3 separate regions of the Sus scrofa genome follow, and regions 2 and 3 are each linked to region 1. The links are chromatin contacts, called in public HiChIP or PLAC-seq maps. All regions are on one chromosome and are shown on one strand. Each heading gives the region's core, a stretch centred on a gene start, on an enhancer-like site or on the middle of the called end of the contact. The rest is flanking DNA. Distances are from core to core; before and after follow the strand shown.

Region 1 (3,663 bases), core at 787-3,286:
GTAGGTTGCAGACATGGCTCAGATCCTACATTGCTGTAGCTGTGGCATAGGCCAGCGGCTATAGCTACAATCAGACCCCTAGCCTGGGAACCTCCATGTACCTCAGGTGCGGCCCTAAAAAGATAAAAACAAACAAATAGATAAATATAAAAAAATTTAAAAATCAATGTTTTTACCTACCACAACTATCTTTAAAATGTCCAAATCAGACTCAGTAATTCTATTTCTATAATCTATTCCAAGGAAACAATTCAAATCACAGAAAAAGCTTTATACATGATAGTGTTCAGAATTTTTAAGTGAAAATCTGGATATAAGCCAAGTATCCAAGCATTAGAGTTAAATTATTGTCCTTCCAAATAGTGAAATCTAATGCGGCCATTCAAGTAGTTACATAGAATTTGTGTGATAAATGGTAAAATAATTATATTGTGATGTTAAGTGAAATAAAGCAGGATAAAACTGCATATATAATTTGATCCCAATAATATAAAAAATATGCATGGAAGAAAGATTAACACACCAAAATGTTAATAATGGCATTCTTTAGGGGGTACAATTGTGAGCAATTTTTCATTTTCATTTTCTATACTATCCAATAGTAACCAGTAATAATTTGATCATTTTCAGGATTATCCTGTTTTCTAGGCACATATAATTATGTGTGGCTAATGTATACATATATACATGTAAATATATTATTAATATATATGCTTCACCTTTATAATCAGTAAAACAACTAGAAAACTTAAAATTCAGTCCTTGAGGAAACTATATCTAAATCAGTTCTGTATCACCCCAAATACTGTTATTGACAACATGCCCAATAAGCATTTTGACTGAGTTTGCTGTCTGCCCACATTATTTATCATAATTTATGAAGGCAAAATCAGTAAATTCTTTGCTATGGATTTATGAAAATCTTGATTCACGTAGGTTGATAAATTAGGAAATTTCAAGATACTGTAGTAACAACATACACTAGGCTTAAACCTTCCACGATTACTATCAATTATTTCATTCATTATTAGTGGCTGAGGGAACATCTGCTTTGCTTTTGTCCAAGAAACATGGACCTGCACACATCTTACCCACTGAAGGAATCAACTGCTATAAGGAGTAATTTAGCCACCCCTCAAAGCCACTGTGAAATGTCACTGAGTTTGCACCTCATCTATCTTCCCAACACTCCTCTCATGAAGCTGAGCCTCTGCAGCCTCCAAAAAGACTTTCCTTAATACTTCAAAAAGAGACACTAATTTACTTTTACCATGTCTGTCTGTATATGAAAATCCTAGCGTAAGCATTCACGGTCTCATTTTGGTCTCATAGCTCTGAAAAACCTTTCAATATCATAATCAGCAAATAATTACTATGGTAGCTGCATGTCCTATACACACATGTTTACGTCGAACCCCAGGACTTCCTGGAGGCCAGGGCTTAGGGCTACCAAATATACATGCACAACTAAAATTCTTGTTTTTCTATGATAAAATGGTCTTCCCTCCAAAAATCAAAGTATAAGAGCTGACTCTATTCCTTATAAATTCAGTATGAGAGAACTCAGATTTTTATAATTACTGATATTTAGTAAGTCATAAATATTATCTTCAGGCCAAAAAGGAACAGTAAGATACAATAAAGCCATATTTACATGCCTCTTCATTGAAGAAAAGATTTTTAAATTAAATATACATTAGTCATCCACAACTGTAAATAAACTTCACCTGAGTTAATCTCTACAGATGACTCTTTAGATAAGTAATCGACACCAGAGTTATATGTTTCTAGACTACTCCTTTTCCCAAAATAAATATAGAGAAACTTATTAGTGCCTACAAGTGTCATGTACAAGCACAATAAAAAGAAGAAACTATATTTAGCTTCAATTCTATGACTACATAACAATTTCTCAGAAGATGTCCGATTAAGTTTTTGTTTTCGTTTTTTTTCTTTTTTGGCCATCCTGTGGCATATAGAGTTCCGGGGCCAGGGATCAAATCAGAGACGCAGTTGCAATCTATGCCACGACTGTGGCAATACGGGATCCTTAACCCACTGTGCCGGGCCAGGGACTGGGCTTGTATCCCAGCGTTACAGACACGCTGCTGATCTTGTTGCGCCACAGCAGGAACTCCTCCACTTAAGTTCTTAATGTCTGTGGCTACAAATACATTTCTTTCTTAACTATATGTTTTGGAGAAACAATTTGTTTTACAACATTTAGGGGAGGAATATGCTGACTTCTCATGCATTCCTGATGACTACTGAATTGACACCAGCCTCCAGCAGAAAGTGAGAAGTAAAACCTAACAATTTCAGTTCTGGAAATAGATCTGATCTGATCTTCCTGCCATCTACTTTAGAGAATCACAGAAGTTACTGTACCCAGCCCAAAACAATCCAGAGCAATATCTTAAGAAAACTCACTAACATGCAACGAAATTGTATTAGTGTTAATAGGATCTGAACAAGGAAGAAACTTCAGATATCAGATATTCAGGTTGGGAGAAGCCTGAAAGGTCATTTCCATTGAATCACTCACCAAATGTTTGAATGTCCTTTTCTAGATTCCCAGTAAGTGATTATTCTGCCTAACTTGGAATATCTCCAGTGAGAGAGAACTCAGTACCTGCTGAAGCAGCCCAGCCCATCCTTGCATTGCTCTGTTAGTCCAACCTTGCTAAATAGTATTCCCCTGAAGTTTCCATTTTACTGGCTCTAGTTTTATATCTTAGAGCTGTAGTGAAATATCTACTTCACACATCAGTCTTTTAAATCCATGAAGACTGATGCTATGTCTTCTTTAAACTCTCCCTTCTGTGGGTTAAGTATCCCTATTCCTTTGCCTGTTCCTCATCAGATATGATTTTGATTCATCTTCTTGTGCATCCTAGTTAAATGTCTCTAAACGAACTCGGATAACCCCTTCAGCCCTTTCCTTAAAAACTCCTCAAACTCCTCAGTCATTTCGGTAGCTGAAGAAGAGAGAAGTCAAGCGACATCCCTAAGTATTCATTCTTAAGTTGTTTCAGGTAGAACTAGGATGAATGCTCAGGTTTCCTATTGTCCAATAAGCCACTTTGGTTCCGTCCATGTGCAGTTAGAATCACCTGGAGAGCTCATTAAAACAGATCGCTGGGCTCCCACGCACAGAGTTTCTGATTCAGTAAGTCTGGGATGGGACCTGAGATGTGCGGTTTCTAGATGATACGGGTTCGGTTCGGAGACCACACTTTGAGAACCACTCCCTTAAGTCAATGATTCTCAGATTTAAGCATGAAGGAGAATCATTTGGGATATTCATTATATCTAGAGATTTGGCCTTTCCTCCAAAGTAGTTCAGTAAATCTGGGGGGAGCTCAGGAATCTGCATATTTAATAAACACCTCAGGTGATTCTGATGTAGGTGACACTGGCTGTAAAATACGCCTGTCACTCTATGTTTTCAAATGTATCTGCATTTTAGGAAACTGCCATTCCTTTTGCTCTCAGTATACCTACATCTTTTGATCCTTATAGTTGCTTAGGTGTGAAATTTCATTCTGATGGTAGAACTGCAAAAGGGCAATTCAATTTATATACATAATACATTTGACTGATTTGATGGATAAATTTAAAATTCTTTTTTTTTTTTTTTGCTTTTTTTCTTTTTGGGGCCGC
Region 2 (3,663 bases), core at 764-3,263, 110 kb after region 1:
AGGACCTGGCAGGCCCTGCCTGACTCTCCTATATACACAGAGGAAACCTCAGGGCTTCCCCACTCCATTTCTTTCTGAAAACACCCCCACCCTAGAACACCACACACTCATTGCCTCATCTGATTCTGCTAATGCCTGGATTATTGACCAAGGAGGCACCTGGAGCTCAGAGAGGTGAAGTGACTCATGCAAGCTCACACAGCAAGGAAGTAGCAGGGCCAGGATTCAAACCCAGTTCTGCTGCATGCCAAGCCTACAGAGTACCAGAGGTCCCCTCTATTCCTCCTCTCTGCTCCCTACAGCTTCTGGATCCCCTTCTTCCCAAACCTTCCAGCCCCTCTGCAAAGTCCCTCCTCCCACAGTCCTAGTCAGAATTAACAGTTCCCACCTCCTGGCTGCTACAACATTTTGTTTACATGCACCTGACAGCAGAAGGGTACAGGAGTTATTTCAGGGGTGTCTGTCTCTCTGACACTCCGAAGGGCCCGAAAGGCAGGAAGTGACTCCAGTATGTGCTCCTTAGACCTGAGAGTCTATCTCCAGCCTCCCCCTCCCCCCATGCAAAAGTCCTCTGGTCTCCTCCTGTTGATACCCTCCCCATCTCCAGCCTCCAGTCAAGACTGGTCCCCAGGCCTGTAACTGGGATGAAGGTTGGGGACATGCCACAACTTCAGGGACTCTGCGCCAGAGCTATGGCCTCTCTCCTGGCCCCCCTCTCTTCCCTTCAGTATCTGAGCCGCTGCCCTGCCCCTGACACCAGACAGGGACTCCCAAGTCCCAGCCTAGGTAAGGCTCTCCCCAAGCCTCCTCCTGGAGAAAAGGGCTCCAGAAGCAGAGAAGGGGCTGCCTTCCTCCCTAATCCGGGAACTTGAGGGGTCACATTCAACCAGGAGAAGCTGCGCACTGGGAGTAACCTCCTCCAACCCTTCGTGATAGTCCCCCCCACCCCCAGTCCTTCCGGGGCTGGGCTGAGGTCGGTCTGGACAAATTCCCGCCTCCAGTTTGCTGGAGAAGTCCTATGCTACCCCAGAGAGGTGGGGTGTGCTGGAAAGTGTAGGTGAGGGCAGAAAACTCTTCGAGAAAGCCAGAGGACAGGGGCAGGGAAAGACTGGGTCATGCAGAGAGGAGATGAGTCACAAGGACCCGGGGGATGAGAATCAGAAGCCGGAACCAGAGCCCGACAGAGTCCGGCAGATCAGAGACGCAGAGAGAGAAGTCCCCTAGACCACGCCTGGAAGAGAGCATGTGCGGCCGGGGCGGCGACCGGAGAGCCACCCTGGCGGGCAGAGCCGGCGCCCCAGCTCTCGGGTCCCTGAGTCCGGAAACTCAAAGTCAGTTACGTAAGAGCCAGAGCAATCCAGGGGCCCCGGAGCCGGGTGCCCCTTCCCGCTGTGCGCCGCCAGCCCGCCCGCCTGCTCCGCGGGCGCTGCAGCCTGCCCGGCAGGAGCACGCGGGGCCTGACAGGGCGGGGTTGTGGGGGGAGCGCTTGTGCTGCAGCACTCCGCAGAGACCCGCCGGCTGGCACCCAACCCAGGACCCCCGCCGCAGACAGACCCGGGACCCGCTGGGACCGCCAACGCCAAGCGTCCAGCTTCGGACGCGAGCTCTAGGACCCCCTTCCTGTCGCCCCTGCCCTCCCTGCACCCTGAACTTCGAGACGCCCAGGCCCCTATGGACCTCCAGTTCGGAACTTGGAACTCGGGACTCCTAGAGCCCCCGACCCCGACCCTTAGAACCAGATATGTCCCCTCCCGTGGGACGGCCTGGGCCCTTGGGCACAGGTCCATCTGTTTGTCACCCCGTCCCTCCCGGGGGCCCGGGGTCGCCCCCCAGGCGGTCCAGGCTCACCTGGGCCGGACCGGGCGGAGACCTGGCCGGGCCGGGCCGGACCGCGTTCTCGCCCTCCGCCGCTCTCGCCCTTTAAGAGGTTCCTGCCACTTTGCCCCGCCGGGGGCCTCCACCTGCACTGACAGGGCAACTCTGGCTTGAAGCCCCGCCCCCGACCCGGGGCGCCTTCTGATAGGCGCAGACAACTGCCATTCGGTGGGGCGGCGGGGCGAACGGGGCAGGACAGAGTGAATGTCGCAACCGGGAAGGGGCGGGGCCTGCAGGTGCGGCCTGATGGTACGGCCAGCTGTGGGCGGTCGAGGGCTCACCCGTTGGGTCTGGGGAGGGTTGGGGAGGGAGTTCCTAGATTGGCTGGTGTGGATTCTGACGTCATACGCCTAAAGTATGATGCAATTTTCCACGTGGTGCTACCCCTAAGGGCTGGAAGGGAGACAGGGATTTGGTCATAGGGGACCTAGGGAAGCAACCCTGGCGAGGACACCTGGATGACCTGTCCCACCTGTGTGACCTTGAGTGAGTCACGTCTCTGAATCTTTCCTCAACTATGAATCTTAGAATGTCTTCCTGAGAATTAGCAGTATATGTTAAATGCCAAACACAGGTCTGGCACACAGTGGGTGGCATTCAGTAAATGTGGGCTTTCATTCCCCTTATTCCCATCTTGCCACTCTTTTTTTTTTTTTTTTTTTTTTTTTCAGGGCCTCACACGCAGCGTATGGAGGTTCCCAGCTAGGGGTCCAGTCGGAGCTGTAGCTCCTGGCCTACCAACAGCAATGCCAGATCTCAGCTGCGTCTGGGACCTATGCTACAGCTCAGCTCAGTGGATCTTTAACCCACTGAAGGAGTTCAGGGACAGAACCTGCATCCTCATGGTTACTAGGCAGATTCTTTACCCCTGAGCCATGAGGGCAACTCCTTGCCACTCTTCTCAAAGATTTTCCCCCTCCTGATCCCATCTGATCAGTGCTAAAAGGGGCTTGTGTGGTTACTGGTCCATGTCCCCTCCCCTCTCTACCTTATTCCAGACCTGTGCTCACATACCTCCAATGACAGGAAGCTCACCATCTTCCAGGCAGGCCTCCTTCATTTTAAAAACGTCCTGAAACTTCAAAAGCTCATTCAAAGTTTATGGCCAAATCTGCCCTTTAAGAGTTCTACCCACAGAGAACATACCTAATCCCCTTTCCACTTTGAGGAATCACAGAATCATAGAATCATAGAATTTTTCAGGTTGGAGAGCCATGGAGAGCTAATCCCTTTGGGGACAGATGGGGCAAACTGAAGCCTACTAAGGACAAATGACTTCCTATGACTTCAGTGGTCTTCCAATTAGATGGGCTCTGAAATCAGACTGCCTGGGTCTCAGTCCCCAGCATTGGCACTTACAAGCTGCCTGTCATTAAATGAAATAATCCAGGTAAAATACTAAGAACAGTGCCAGTCTCAGGGTGAGCATCCAAAAAGTGTTAGCATTTATTATGATTATTGATGTTAATGTTATATCAAGGTCATAAATTCATGTTTTGCCCCCCAAATTCACTGAAGCCTCCTCTGAGTCTTGTTGACAGTTTCAGGGCCCTGATCTCTGCCTTCAAGAGGCTCACAATCTAGCAGAGGAGGAGCTGACTCGGTCCCTAGATCTGGGGGTGGCATTCCAACAAAGATGGGCAGACTCTAATGCCCCAGAGAAACTTTAATTCCTTTGATGGAAATCTAAACACTCGAGACCCTTTCAATCCCTAGCCCAGTGGAATCCATAGGGAAAAATGTCACACCCAGGTTCCCAAAGACTATTAGCACACCTTTCACTTGTCC
Region 3 (3,663 bases), core at 556-3,055, 97 kb after region 1:
GCATATGAAAATCAGAGCTACAGCTGCTGGTCTACACCACAGCTCACAGCAACACCAGATCCCCGACCCATTGAGTGAGGCCAGGGATAGAACTCACGTCCTCATGGATACTCGACAAATTCGTTTCCGCTGTGCCACAATGGGAACTCCCACATTTTTCTCTCTTATATGATACTTGACAAATATTCTTTTACCTAAATCAGACACATTTTTTTTAAAATGCATTGACTGCAGGAGGTCCTGTCGTGGCTCAGTGGTTATTGAATCCAACTAGGAACCATGAGATTGCGGGTTCCATCCCTGGCCTTGCTCAGTGGGTTGAGGACCCGGCATTGTCGTGAGCTGTGGTGTGGGTTGCAGACGCGGCTTGGATCCCGAGTTGCTGTGGCTCTGGCGTAGGCCAGTGGTTACAGCTCCGATTAGACCCCTAGCCTGGGAACCTCCATATGCCGAGGGAGCAGCCCTAGAAAAGACAAAAAGACAAAAAAGACCAAAAAAATGCATTGACTGAAGCATATTTTTTAAAAATCACAGCATACGAGGCCACCTGTGCTGGTTGTTTTTGAGATAAAAGCAAAAGAAATCAGCTGATGCAATAAAAGACAACACCTTGAATGAATACTCTTTCACATTTGAAAACACAGAGCATGTTCTGACCTCTTTGATAGAATGCACTTTGCTTATAAAAATTGCATTAAGCTCTGTTTTAAAGAGTTGTCTGTGCACAGTAAAAGCAAAAAAAAAAAAAAAAAAAAAAAAGCAAAACACTAAACATGATTAAAATACATACATTGGAGCTGGCAAATTATGTCCATTCTGCTATGAAGACACTCCAAGAAACAAAGGGCAGAAGGGAAGGAGGTTGAAATTGTAAAAGAGGACCCAGTGCATGGTTACTAAGATATATCTTTAGGCCTCTAGATTCACAAAATGTTAGAACAGGATAGGCCCTTAGAGATCATCAAGCCAAAACTGCACTTAAACATATTGAGAAATGGGTCCAGAAACTGGAAGAGACTTACCCGAAGTCACACAGCACAGGGGTGGCAGAGCCCAAGCTTGACCCTAAGTTCTCTGACCCCTACCACAGATTCTGTTCACTGCCTTCTTCTTCGTCCAGCTGTGTTTCTCTTCCAAAGTTGGACACCAAGCTAAACTGTACAGCCAAAAAATCTAGGACTGTCTGAGCCAGAAGGAAACTTAGAGATAAGTTATTATTAAAAATAATGACCACCGCAATTATTAGGTATTTTCTATGTGCCAGGCACGTACTGAGTACTTTATATGCATTAATGCATTTAGCCTCAGAGCAACCCTGCAAAGTATTATTAGCCTCAATTACAACTGAAGAAACTACAGCCTAGAAATATTAGGTGATTTGCCCCAACTTAAACCAAGTCTGTCTGATGCCACTGCCCTCTGTTCCATGCGCTTTCATGTCACTCGCAGGAAAGCACTTCAGAAATGATATAAAGGAGCAATATCAACATCTGTCCCAGGACCCCAGGGAAAGGTTTCGTGGCTTCTGATTGGAGCCCTGAGACATTCAAGGAGGAACCCGAAGATCTGACCTCCCATGACCCTCCCCAACCCCCTTCACGCACTAGCTGGAGTAAGCCTGATGGCCCCGATCCAGCAAAGCCTCCAGCTCACTCAAGCTTAAAGCTCCCTCCCCTCGGGCAGGGAACCCCCCTAGTCCCAAAGGGTTTCCCAAGAAGATGGAGACAGGCTCAGTGCCACCAGCGAGCTGAGCCCCTTCTAAACCTGCTAGCGTCAGCCTGCCCAACTCTCCCCTAAGAGAGGGCAGAGGAGGAGCTATGGGGAAGGAGGAGGAGACTGGATACCCAGAAACGGCCAGGTTTGACATGCCCCAAGACCTTCCAAAGCTGCGGCGGCAGGACAGTTCCTGAACTGTCTGTCTAGCATTCAGCTGGTCTCCATTTCTAAGCCTTCCAGTGCCTGGGAGTGTTTCCATGGGGAAAAAAGCGAAAAATGACTATGAATGTGTTCCAGCCTTAACTCTGCAATAAGTTCACTGTGTGACTCTGGGCAAGTCACTTACCCTCTCCCTTAGTCAGCTTGGGCTGCATCCAAAAAATACCATACAGTGGGTGGCTTAAGCAATAGAGACTCATTTGCTTACAGTTCTACAGGCTGGAAGTCCAAGATCAGGGTGCCACCCTGGTCAGATTCGGGTGAGAGCTCTCTTCCTCGCTTGTAGGCAGCCACTTCTTCTCGTGTCCTCATACGGCGTAGAGAGGGGGAGCTCTCAGGCGTCTCTCTCATTAACACTAATCCCATCATGAGGCCCATCTGTCATGACCTCATCTCACCCTCATCACCTCCCAAAGGCCCCATCTCCAAACACTGAAACATTGGGATTAAGGCTTCAATGTGAATTGGGGGCGGGACACAAATATTCATCCGGTACTCCCTCTCTGGGCTTGCATTTCCAAACCAGTCAAAGGGAGGTGGCTACCCAGGATGTCACACGGGGTGGCAAAAAGGATCAGCCAAAGAGTTCTTCAGATTACAAACCGACATCTGCACTGCGTATGATTGTTTATTTTTATTTTTACTCTGCTGCCAACTAAGAAGAAAAAAATCCTGAATCCCAAGGATGCAAATCTCCCTGGAACTGAAGATACCCTGGTCCCCCCTTTATCCAACACACATGTATTGAGCACCTCCTGTGTGTGGGTACTGGGGGTCACAGAATGAATGAGATGATGCCAGCAGCACCAAGAACGATCATCCCCATCATCATCCCATATTCAGGTGATGGCAAAAAGAGGTAAAACAATTGTGGGCTTTTGAGGTAGGCAGACCTGGGTTCAAATCAAAGTTCCACCATGGAGATGCTGTATGAATTTAGGCAAGTCACTACTCCTCCCTTCCTTATCTATAAAATGGGGATGACACGTTGCAGTACTTTTTATGCAACATGTCATTGAACCTGTTCAACAGCCCCTTGAGAAAGGTATAACTATGATTCCCATTTTACAGATGAGGAAGTAGAGTCTCAGAAAAGTGAAAAACTTGCCCAAGATCACCTGGCTAGTAAATGTCAAAGAGTTAGGATTCAAACCTACATCTGCCTGGGGAGTTCCCGTCATGGTGCAGTGGTTAACACATCCGACTGGGAACCACGAGGTTGCGGGTTCGTTCCCTAGCCTTGCTCAGTGGGTTGAGGATCCGGTGTTGCCGTGAGCTGTGGTGTGGGCCGCAAACACGGCTCAAATCCCACGTTGCTGTAGCTCTGGCGTAGGCGGGCGGCTACAGCTCCGATTAGACCCCTAGCCTGGGAACCTCCAATACCGCAGGAGCAGCGCAAGAAAAGGCAAAAAGACAAAAAGCAAAACAAAACAAAGCAAAAACCTACATCTGCCTGGCTTTATTGCTAGTACTGTCCTTATGGTTCACAGATTGCCTGCATTTCTGTGATGGTCACTGTGATAATACCCGTGTATAGAGCACTCCCTGTGTCTAGATCCTTGACATTTTCCTTTTTAGTTCTCACAACATACCTATAGAGTAATACTATTTAAATCCTATTCTTTTTTTTTTTTTTTTTTTTTTTTTTTTTGCTTTTTAGGGCCACACCCACAGCATATGGAAGTCCCCGGGGTCGAATTGAAGCTACAGCTCCCAGCCACAGCCATA

The links. HiChIP or PLAC-seq counts read pairs in DNA pulled down with a chosen protein or histone mark.
Region 2: an H3K27ac HiChIP or PLAC-seq map of alveolar macrophages shows a contact between it and region 1. The contact joins the promoter of EPB41 here to the enhancer-like site in region 1. A contact is called at or near these places in 4 of 5 promoter capture datasets (fetal liver, fetal skeletal muscle, liver and 1 more), 32 of 47 Hi-C or Micro-C datasets (adipose tissue, alveolar macrophages, blood and 16 more) and 2 of 2 datasets of contacts at active chromatin or transcription factors (alveolar macrophages and skeletal muscle).
Region 3: an H3K27ac HiChIP or PLAC-seq map of alveolar macrophages shows a contact between it and region 1. The contact joins two enhancer-like sites. A contact is called at or near these places in 1 of 47 Hi-C or Micro-C datasets (embryonic fibroblasts) and 2 of 2 datasets of contacts at active chromatin or transcription factors (alveolar macrophages and skeletal muscle).

Annotation. Positions count from the first base shown.
Region 1 is chr6:85,954,859-85,958,521 of Sscrofa11.1, reverse strand. All of the region lies in intron 8 of EPB41 (protein 4.1), which reads right to left. Among named protein-coding and RNA genes, the nearest start is that of TMEM200B, 77 kb to the left of the region's middle. Within about 2 kb of position 2,036, at least 1 of the 83 cell types and tissues checked has an H3K27ac peak or open chromatin away from gene starts, as enhancers often do. A contact at or near this core is called in alveolar macrophages, where this site is marked.
Region 2 is chr6:85,840,888-85,844,550 of Sscrofa11.1, reverse strand. It overlaps EPB41 (protein 4.1), which reads right to left and starts at 2,013. Exons shown (of 17, transcript XM_021095721.1): 1 at 1,849-2,013. LOC106510640 (a long non-coding RNA gene) reads left to right here and starts at 2,696. Exons shown (of 3, transcript XR_001309282.2): 1 at 2,696-3,663.
Region 3 is chr6:85,857,738-85,861,400 of Sscrofa11.1, reverse strand. The region is part of intron 1 of EPB41 (protein 4.1); the gene reads right to left. Among named protein-coding and RNA genes, the nearest start is that of EPB41, 17 kb to the right of the region's middle. Within about 2 kb of position 1,805, at least 4 of the 83 cell types and tissues checked have an H3K27ac peak or open chromatin away from gene starts, as enhancers often do. A contact at or near this core is called in alveolar macrophages, where this site is marked.